Regions from separate parts of the Triticum aestivum genome. Here region 2 is linked to region 1. A link is a contact called in public Hi-C data. All regions are on one chromosome and are shown on one strand. The core of a region is the stretch at or near the end of the contact, and the rest is flanking DNA. Distances in the headings are between cores, read along the strand shown. Region 1 holds the start of LOC123113297 (FCS-Like Zinc finger 8). Region 2 holds the start of LOC123113298 (tRNA (guanine-N(7)-)-methyltransferase non-catalytic subunit wdr4).

Region 1 (5,216 bases), core at 1,045-3,544:
ATCAGGCGTCGGTTGGGCTCAAGATCTGGTTCTGTTCATTCCCAGACTCTACACACTTCTTTTTTTCTCGAGTACTATAATATTTATCAGAGGGTTGCATTGTGGATGATGCAGGAGGCCGTATGTCTGTCTGTCAAACAACTGCAACTTGCGTGCTGCTACATATGCGGCGCCGCTACATATGACCTCCAAATCCAAATCTCACAGCAAGTAAAAAAATGTTTCCCATGAACATATCACCATCAAATCAACAAATATATATATACACTCCCTCTGTAAAGAAATATAAGATTTTCTTTTAGATCGCTACTTGACCATCCTAGAATAATGTTACAGCACAAAGCGAAGCTAACAATCCTCTAAAATCCCTGCCCAGTTGCTCTACTCTCGCTGTCACCGGTCATCACATAATGTATAAATTTGTTCTTCACAACCCACTTGATCCATCTATCTGCCCTGCGAGAAAGTGGGCTGAGAAGAACTCATTAGATTCCCACCACGGACACGGTCCACATCAGCCGAGTGCATTGATCACCAGAAAGAAACCGAGAAAGAAAAATTGGTGATGGGGAGGCGGAGTGGGCATCAATTCCATCGGCGTCACGAAAAAGAAACTGAAACACAAGTCGAGACGGGAGGGGGGAGGCGATCGGATCGGATCAGATGAGACGAGAGGGGACGGGGCCCACCGCCGCAGTGGTTAGCTGCAACCGTATGCCAAATCCGGGCCCCTGACTAGGACAAGGCACCACCGTGCTCGAGTGGCCAGGGCCCGGCGCAGGGGACATCAATCATTGCCATGGCCCATGGCCCTGGCCCTATTTTCTGCTGCTACTGCTGCTGAAGAAACCGCCAATTATTGGAGATGCAGTGAGCATCTTGCAGCAAGGCTAGGTGAGGTAGAGTAGAGTAGAGTAGAGGAGTTGATTGATTGCAACTAGCTTCATCGGAAATGGTTCCAAGATTCTCATCACAGGCTCTGACAACCGAGAAATTCAGTGCATTTTCAACGTTCAATTCATTCCGGAAGCAACTATTCTGATCGCAGGCTCTGGCCAGGGATTGAGAAATTCGGTGCATTTTCAATGATCAATTCATTCATAAGCTAGTACTAATTTTACATGCTCGGATGTGATCTTACTCTGGTACAAACATGTTGTTGGAGCAAAGGCATGGAATTCCTATATTACAGACAAAACCCAATCCGTTTGATCATCTGATCGAGGAGGCATCTGCCTGATCATCTCATCAAGATCGATCGATCCAAGAACAAAATACTGACAGCATCGACAAGACTTACTACTTTACCGGAGCACGCACGCACGCACGCACGCATCATGGGGGAATTGCTACTATGGGGTGGCATGGGCATGGCGTCACAGGCTGAGGAAGCCTCTGCCCTGGCGCGCCGGCACCGGCGCCGGCGGCGGGCTCTCCGCCACGCCGTCGCCCTCCACGACGCGGTCGCCGAAGATGTGCACCGTCCTCGGGTTGGGCCCGCGGGAGATGACGCAGGTGTAGTCCTCGGACGCCGGCCCGTCGTCCTCCTCCGCCGCCGCCCCCGCGCGGGCGGAGCGCAGCGGCAGCCACGAGCTCTTGTTCTTGACGCCGAACTCCACGCGCCGGTCCAGGGAGGACGAGCGCACCAGGGCCGGCGCCTGCGCCCTCACGGCGCCCCGGAGGACGTTCTTCCTCCGCTGGGCCTCGTGGGCGCAGTCCAGCACGTCGGCGAGCCCGTGCGGGCCCGCGCACCCGTCGCACCAGGGCCGGCGCTTGCCCCCTCCGGCGTCCACGGCCGGGCCGGGCGACCCGAAGGCCGCCGACGCGTCCAGCACGGAGGTCGGGCTCATGGCGTAGGCGGACAACGCCTCTGGGTCCCGCGCGGGGCTCCCGATGACGACCGCGGCGCGGCCGCCGGCGGGGAGCGACGACGAGTGCAGCAGCCTCGGCGCGGCGAACGACGGCGCGCGAGCAGCACCCTTGCCACCTCCGCCGGCGTCGCACGAAGCCGTGGGCGAGCTGCCGGCGTGCTGCGCGGCGCCGTTCATGGACCTGGACCTCCTCCTGAGGATCATCTCCTGGACCTTCGATCTGAACATGTCAAGAGCCAGCCTGACAGAGCAGCCAAATCCCGACGCTTCCCTCCCGGAGAGAGCCGATCAGCGGCTTGCAGCAGAGAAGAGCAAGCAAGCTCGAGCTCGCTGGTGAATGGGGGCGAGCGGGTGTCACCGGGCGAGAAGAAGACGAGAGGAGGTGGGGAGAGAGAGAGAGAGAGAGAGAGAGGTGTGGGAGAGGGCAATGGGGGCGGGTGGTGATCTTAAAGAAGGGCCGGGCCGGGCTCCCCCTCTCGCACTCCACTGATGTCATCGTTGGTTTGGTTTGTGTGTGCTCTGCTTGCTTCCAAAACTGCAGGTCCTTATCTTCAGTTTTACCACTGCCAATAATATTTCCCTTTTCTTTTATTTTCCTGATTGAAGAGAGTTTGAGATTGTTCGCACACGAACACGTCACCGTGTACCTCCAACGCCGAGGGTGATGCACCGCAACTCACGTCGAAGGAGACCTGCCGGAAGCGCGATACGCAAGACAATCCGGCAGGCGCTTTTGTAGACCCGAAACCCCACACGCCCGGGAGGGACCTCGTCAGGGCGTGCGGTGGCTATGGGTTGCCCTAGGTCGACCTGATCGCCCCTAGGGCCTCGTGGATCGCCGCTCTGCAATAAAAAGAACAGACGAAGAACGAGGAAGAAGAAGAACAAGGGAGAAGGAAAAGTAAAGGTAAAAAGTGTAAATATATTTGTTCGATTGTGTGTTGTTCAATCGGCCATCACCCCTCAGGTACATAAGAGGCGGCTGGACTTCCCGTGCAAGGAAAAGGCTTGGATTCACGTCCAAAACCCTAGTCAAATTCGGATTGGTTTTGTCCGAACTTTCCAAAACTGTTCGGTTTAAACTGGCTGCACCTTGCGGGTAACTTTTGAGGTGGTAAACGACCTTGGATGAAAACGAGCCCAAAAACAATCTTGACCGTTTCGACGAGACGAACAACTTTTATGTTGAACGTTTTTTTATTAGAGTTCATCTTGAGGGTCAAATCGCTCGTGCAACACAGGCCGTTATTCGCGCTACCCATCAGACAGGGTGTCTGGTGGGGCGCGCCACTTTTGGCTTGTGATAGTGTTGTATTCGGATGGCTCTAACTTTTATATATGAACTCGGATTGGAATGATTCTTATATCAAAATCGATCGTTTCGACGAGACGAAGACAATCCATGTAGATCATTTTTCCGTACAAGGCAGTTTTGGGGGCGTAATGTGTCGAATAGTGTTCTGAATACAAAATCTCAGTATTTCGAACACAACTTCGGCCTTCGAGATGAGATCAGATGGCGATGGCCCAAACTTGAAAGATGTTCGTATCGACAATACGAAACTTTTTCATGTAGAATACTTCTCTATTTGAGGCCATTTTAAATAAGTTCTTGACTGTGCCAAAATCTGGTGTCAACACATGCCCCCCTGTTTTTCGGCAAAGCCTGTGTGCCGAAAAATAACTTGCACATAGCTTGCTTTAAGGACAATGTCAACACTCCATCGGCCGTTTTGGCATATTCTTAGGATGATAAGTTTATATCGGCCATTGCTTGTGTGAATATTTTGACGCAAGCTTGGGTGAAACTTTCTCAACTTCCTTAACAATCCGATGATAAAGTCCCATAGATATGTATCTCAAGGTCATCCTCGGAACAATATTATTCACCCTTTTGCTAGGATTTTGCTGATGATCAATAATAAACTTTCTCCAATCCTTACTTCGCCTGCATAAAAGTTTCATTAGTGGCCGAAGCGGTGGGCTTCGGTTCAGCCTTACCTATGTTGACAAGACCTAGCATCGGCTATTGATAGAAATAATACAATACACCATGGTTAACATAGTAGCTAGATGCTTGCTGTGCCAACTCTTTCGAATTGTCATGTCTAGATATATGAAGGATATTAAAGCAACCCAAGGTAAATTTTGCATCTAGACATATCCCAAGATAAACTATAAGTGATTCGTCAAAACATTGATAACCCTTATATATTTGTTGCACTACTTATAACGAATCACTGAAAGCCTCAATCTGTATAGCACCTACAGCAACCAAAAGCTCCAAACCGAATAAATTTTCATATTCGGCTTTTATTATTGTGCAAACATATTTTAAGTTGTATGAGGCTTGTTTTGGTCTCCTATTGAACTAAGGACGATGTTTGGATACCACACCGACCATGCATTGACATAATCTTAGGACGATAGATAAATATCGACCATTACCATGTAAACTTCATTCGAAGCACATATAGCCGAAATAAACAAACGAAATGACAAATCAAGTATTTCGGCCCTTTGGATCAGCAACAAACTTGTAGCTAATCAAATGTATAGTGATTTGGCAATACCCTTTCATGATGTAAGAAATTATATTGCATCCATGGATTAAAATAAGCCCATTGAGGGTTACCAATCATACCTGATGACGAATTCCATGGCATAGGCATTAATGGCATAGTTGCAGAATATGGATAATGTGTAGACCAAAGATGTTGAAACCTTCGGCTTGGTCCTTCGTAGTTTTCACACTTTTCCTTTTTCACCTTTGCCGCACTTCTTGTAATGGAAGCTTGCACATAATTCTTATTTTGAGCACTTCCTTTGGGAACCCATGCCATGTTCCTTTCTTCAAGTTCTTGTGCACTAAGTTTTTGTAATTTCTTCTTTTGCCAATACGATAAGCCAAGCGGGCATCTCGGCTGTGATTCTGTTTTGACCAATGGCAATTCCTTTTTGGCCTTGTGCACTCTCAAATTCTTTTCTTCAGATTTGGCACTTCGATTCTCAATAATTGGTTGCTTTGTCTCATTGCCTTTAGTAGCCAATGTCAACACTTTAATTGGCTCTTTTTCATTTAAGATCAAATCTGAAATTGCACTCTTACGACCATCTCTCTTAATGCGGTAAACCTGCTTGACCACCTCTTTCTTCTTCCTTGAGCTCTGGACCGATTCCTTATGATTGAAACGGTCTTTGAAGCGTGATTGTTCAAATGTTGATCTTCTTGGAGCTGCATAGTATTGGTGAGATGGTCTAGAATAAGATGGAGAATGTGCCCTTGTATCATACCTGTCCCATGATGAATATGTATCTATATGAGCATAGGGAGGCATCCACGGC
Region 2 (5,216 bases), core at 1,283-3,782, 400 kb after region 1:
GTTGCCTTGAAAAACATTATCAATAAAGTTGCTCTGAAAAACATGAAAATTGCTTGCCAAAGAGATGTACCTTTTAAATCAAAAAAGAAAAAGAGAGATGTACCTTTAGAAAAGATAACTTCTTTGCTACGAGATCGCATGCTAAGAGCATTATGCCATTCAAACTGCAGTGCTTAAAAAGAACCCTAAGTTACTGACGAAATAAACTTCATTACATGTTGAACAGACAACCGTCACTCAATCTTACCTTTGAATAGCTACAGCAACCAGTGAGTCATCATTTGTCACACACAAGTCTGCAATGGCTAGATTGCTATCTTCAGTTTCATCTGGCTGTTCTCCCACCTGCAAGTAGTTTTAAGAACTAATTAGCTACAGAAAAACTTGAAATTTTGTGAACAGACATAAAGCTTGAGACAATATTATCCAGCTTTTACCTTGTCTTTGACTTCATATGTATCAAGGAGGCAGCCATTTATGTAGTCCCATAACCGAACCTTAAACAGATAAAAGGGAACAACATCATGAGAAGTTTTGGCTAAGTTTATAGCGACAACATGCCAGATTCTAAACTGAATATGTACACACAGTTGAATCACCGCCTCCAGATAATAGAAAGCTTGATCCTCCTGAAAGGCTTGTGAAGGCAATGGAAGAAACGAATCTGCATGGGTAGTCACCTCAATTATCAAATACATTAACCACTATGTTGCAACATTTAGCTGTGAAACTACAGCAATTGGGATCATGATCAACAAAATTCAAAGTTATGTAGACATGGTAGGAACATTAACTGTAAAAAATGAACAAAAAGATGACAAAGTGAACTGAACATACTCTGTATGTCCAAGGCAAAAGCTCTGTATTTGGGGAGCCCCTTTTACAGGATCCTTTGGGAATGATGTAACCTACAAAAATAATTACATGAGTAAGATAAATAACTCAGAATTATGCCCCACCAAGGCGATTACTGCGAAGTACAGAAGTTCCATACTCGAATTTTGAAGTCCCGATCAGCAGTGGCAATGAACCGTCCATCTGGTGAGAATTTCTACATTCACAAATAAATGATATAAGTAAGCATGGTTATATTCGACATGAACAGAAAAAAACACTGAACTATGACAGTGACAGTCAGACATACAGGCTTACTGATCAATATATAGGAGGCACAAATAAATCCACATGGTGCATAAGGTGAAAATTTGTCCATACCATGCTAGTAATAATACTGCAGTAGTGACCATAAATTGAGACAGGTTTGTTATCATCAGATGACACCTGCCCTCCGCCATGTTCCCCCACAGTAACTAACCAAATGACACCAAACTTATCTGCAAATGTTACATACAGGCCATCTTTGCTAATAGCAACTGCGCTAACCCTCTTTTCAGAAGTTCTGCAGAAGCAAAAATATTGCAAAATAAATCATATGTATGCTCAGCAAATTTAGTAGTGCTAACAACAACACAACAATAAACATACTCACTATTCAATCACCAATTTCATTGCAACTATTGACCTAATACAAGTAAAATAAAAGGCTACTACTGAAAGGTAAGGAGAGGGTTCTCATACACCATATAACACAGCGACACTTATAGACTGAACAAATGCAAAATAACAGGTCCACTGTTTGGTGTCTTCATCGTGTTAGCAAGATTGAGTGAGAAAAAAAGCAGCACTCACATAGTCTGGATGCAGCGCCACGAGTCAGTCTTCCAGATCTTAACAAGCTTATCATCGCCCGCAGATGCGAACAAGGCACCATCAACACTGAACGAAATTGCTCTAATAGCATCTGAATGAGAACAACCGCCAGAATCATCTGACAACGAAACTGCACAACCACCCCTGGATGCACACAAAAAATAAATCATCATTTGCATTGCTCGTCAAGCAAACTGCATTAAAATAAAACTTTACACCTGAGAAATAAGCATATGTATTAGACAGTACAAAACTAAGCACCTGAGCTTTTACAAAATAGACAGCAGGAACGTTTTAGACATCTAAAATTCAGTAGTCATTCTTCCACACATAAGACATATGAAACCAAACTACTGTCTGTACAAGATAAGCACCTGACTCGGCTCAAAAGCGCATTTACCCCCAATCTCCACAAAAATCTAGCGATACTGCAGTCGAAACACGAACTTCGCTACACACAGGGCCCGACCGAGGTTATGCAGGAAGCCGCACCGCAGGCGAAGAGAGCAATCCTTACTTGAGATCGAACACGCGGAGCTCGGGCCCGACGGCGACGGCGACGGAGTGGCCGAGCGGGTGGGCGGCGACGAGCGCCGGCGCGAACTCGCCCGCGCCGCTCACCTCCGCCTCCTCGACCGCTGCGTCCTCCATGGCGGCAAAGCAGCGGCGAGCGTGGATTCGCTGTCGGGTTCGAATCCAGCGCGAGGCGCGGGAGGCGGGGGAGGGAGGTCGGGAGTGGGGAAATTGCTAGGGTTTATGGCTGGCTCTTCGTGGGACCCAGCGACCAGTCTCACCTAGGAGATTTTTAGGGGAATGTCAAGAGTGTTTGGAATTGGAACCTGGGGACGTAGATGGAGCCCAAACCCATAGTCTACTGGGCCTCAGCAATGACTGAGATGCTTGGTTTGGGGCTAAAAGGGCGGATCCTACCTATATGGCGCGCAGGATGGGGCGTGAGGTCCCTCAGTTTTTTTTCTTTTTTCTTTTATTTATGTTATTTTCTGTTTTATTCTCTTATTTTTTATTTCTTCTTTCAGCTCCGTTTTTTCTTCTTTGTCTTTATTTTTTTTTATCATTTTTGATGTTTTCAAATACTGAACAATTGTTGTCACTGAATTCAAAAAATGTTCATCTAATTCAAAAAATGTTCATGAAATTCAAAATTGGTTCATCGTAATTTAAAAAAATGTTCATCAAATACAAAAAATGTTCATTCAGTTTCCAAAAATTTCATCCGATTTTCAAAAAAGTGTTTTTAATTGAGAATCTGTTCATCAAGTTCAAAAAAAATGTTCATCATATTCAAATTTTGGTCACGTAATGTTTGAAAATGTTCATCCATTTTTTAAAAAAATCATCCTATTTTTTCGGAAATGTTCTTGAATTGAGAATTTGTTAATCAAGTTCAAAAAGTTCATCAAATTCAAAAAACATTCATCAGATAAAACAGGTTCATCAATATCCAAATTCACGAACATTTTTAAAATCATGAACATTTTTTCAAATTTGCGAACACTATTCAAATTCAGGAAGTTTTTTGGCTCCACAAACCTTTTTTGGAATTCGCATTTTTAAAAATTTAGAAAAGAAAAAAGGAAAAAAGAAAACAAGGAAATAGGGGGCTCCCCGCTGCCGCTCATGGGCCGGCTCCAAAATGGGCGCAAGCGTCCGCTCCCCGGCACGTGTTGCGCCATATAGGAGCACCCGGCTAAAAGGTTGCTACCCAAGCAAAAACAAAACTGGCCAATATTTGTCACTTTTCCTTGATGGCGTAAAAGAATGGTAGGCAGCCAATTAGTAGCTAAAGTTTGCTTTAGATAAAGCAGCCACTTTTAACCCACTCATTGTTCTCAAATAGATTAATATTTTATAAACACACGCATTCTTTGGTTAGTCATATTTAAAAAAATGAGTATTTTAATTAGTTATTAGTACAACAAGCAGGTTAATATTGCACAAAATAGTTTTTTTATTTTACTGAAACTATTCCTAAAACTAGACTAGATCTTTTTTACATGTATGGATTCTCTTAGCTTACATGCATATTTTTTTTAGTTTGTGAAACATATTTCAAAAAATAAACTCGATGTGTTGTTTAGATACTCTATCATAGACTTTTTTTGTCATCAGTGAAAAATTAAAAATCATTCTTGTTTAGTTTATATAGTATAAACATAGATAAATATATGTTAAATAAAATGAATTTGAAACATGTAACTCCCCCGCTCTCCTGTCAAAATCAGTGAATGAAGGAAGCTTGAGAGGAGTGACCATCTGCCGTGGTGCACCGGTGATATCTCACCTTTTATTTGCGGATGATACTTTGCTGTTTTTTGAAGCTTCTGGCCAGCAAGCGGACATTGTTAAAGGTTTGTTGAACACTTATTCCTCGGCGACGGGTAGCCCGAGAAGTGTTCCATCCTTTTCTCTGGAAACTGTAATGCGTCAGTGGTGGAGGAAATCAATATATCTTGGAGGTGCAGCAACAAGTGTTCGAACCAAAATACCTCGGTTTGTCGGTACCTGAAGGTAGAGCGCATAAGGGCCAGTTTGAGACCCTTCAGGACAGGCTAAGAAAAAGGCTAATTGATTGGAGTGAACAATATGTTTCTGTTGGGAACAAGGAGATCCTCATCAAGGCCGTGGCACAAACAATCCCAACATACGTTATGAGTGTGTTCCGACTTCCTGCTTCGGTGTGTGATGATCTTACAAAGATGATGAGGCAGTATTGGTGGGGGATGGAGAACGGGAAGATGAAGATGGCATGGCTTAGCTGGGAGAAGATGATGCTTCTGAAGGCTATGGGAGGTATGGGATTTCGTGATATAAGGGCCTTTAATCAAACTTTGTTGGCCAAGCAGGCTTGGCGTCTCCTGGACAGCCCGGATAGCTTGTGTGCTCGCTTGTTGAAGGCTAAATACTACCCAAGGGGGGATTTATTGGACACAGTATTCTCAGCTAGTTCTTCGGCGGTGTGGAAAGGTATTGTTCACGGACTTGATCTTGTGAAGAAAGGCATTATATGGCGAGTAGGTAATGGTACTCTCATTAAAACATGGAGAGATGCTTGGATCCTTAGAGGACATAATTTCCGGCCAGTAACTCCGAAGGGGAATTGTCGATACAATTGGGTGGCTGACTTCTTGGATGAGCATGGTGCATGGAATGTGCAACGGCTCAGGGAACACTTTTGGGACTTGGATGTGCGGGAGATTCTTAAGATTCGCACATCTCCTAGGAATGAGCAGGACTTCATCGCGTGGTTCCCTGAAAAAAGTGGACATATTACTGTCCGAAGTGCTTACCATCTCGCAACGGAAGTTCAGCATTCGGTACACTTGAGTTCCTCCAGTGGCAACCCCTCCGGACGGAGGCCTATCTGGCAGCGTATTTGGAGTTCCCAAGTTCCGTTGAAAATGAAGATTATTGCTTGGAAGGCTGTTTTCGGGTGCCCTTGCTACAAATGAGTGCAAGAAATATAGACACATCTCAATTTAGAGATG

The links. A called contact is a pair of places that touch in the nucleus more often than the background predicts.
Region 2: a Hi-C map of leaf shows a contact between it and region 1, with 7 times the contacts expected there. The contact joins the promoter of LOC123113298 here to the promoter of LOC123113297 in region 1. A contact is called at or near these places in 3 of 5 Hi-C or Micro-C datasets (all in leaf).

The regions. Positions count from the first base shown.
Region 1 is chr5B:571,641,038-571,646,253 of IWGSC CS RefSeq v2.1, forward strand. It overlaps LOC123113297 (FCS-Like Zinc finger 8), which reads right to left and starts at 2,295. Exons shown (of 1, transcript XM_044534493.1): 1 at 1,063-2,295. The coding sequence starts at 2,099. The coding sequence ends at 1,377.
Region 2 is chr5B:572,040,976-572,046,191 of IWGSC CS RefSeq v2.1, forward strand. It overlaps LOC123113298 (tRNA (guanine-N(7)-)-methyltransferase non-catalytic subunit wdr4), which reads right to left and starts at 2,533. Exons shown (of 10, transcript XM_044534494.1): 1 at 2,228-2,533; 2 at 1,690-1,854; 3 at 1,216-1,399; 4 at 995-1,051; 5 at 838-908; 6 at 589-664; 7 at 438-497; 8 at 248-345; 9 at 104-164. The coding sequence starts at 2,361.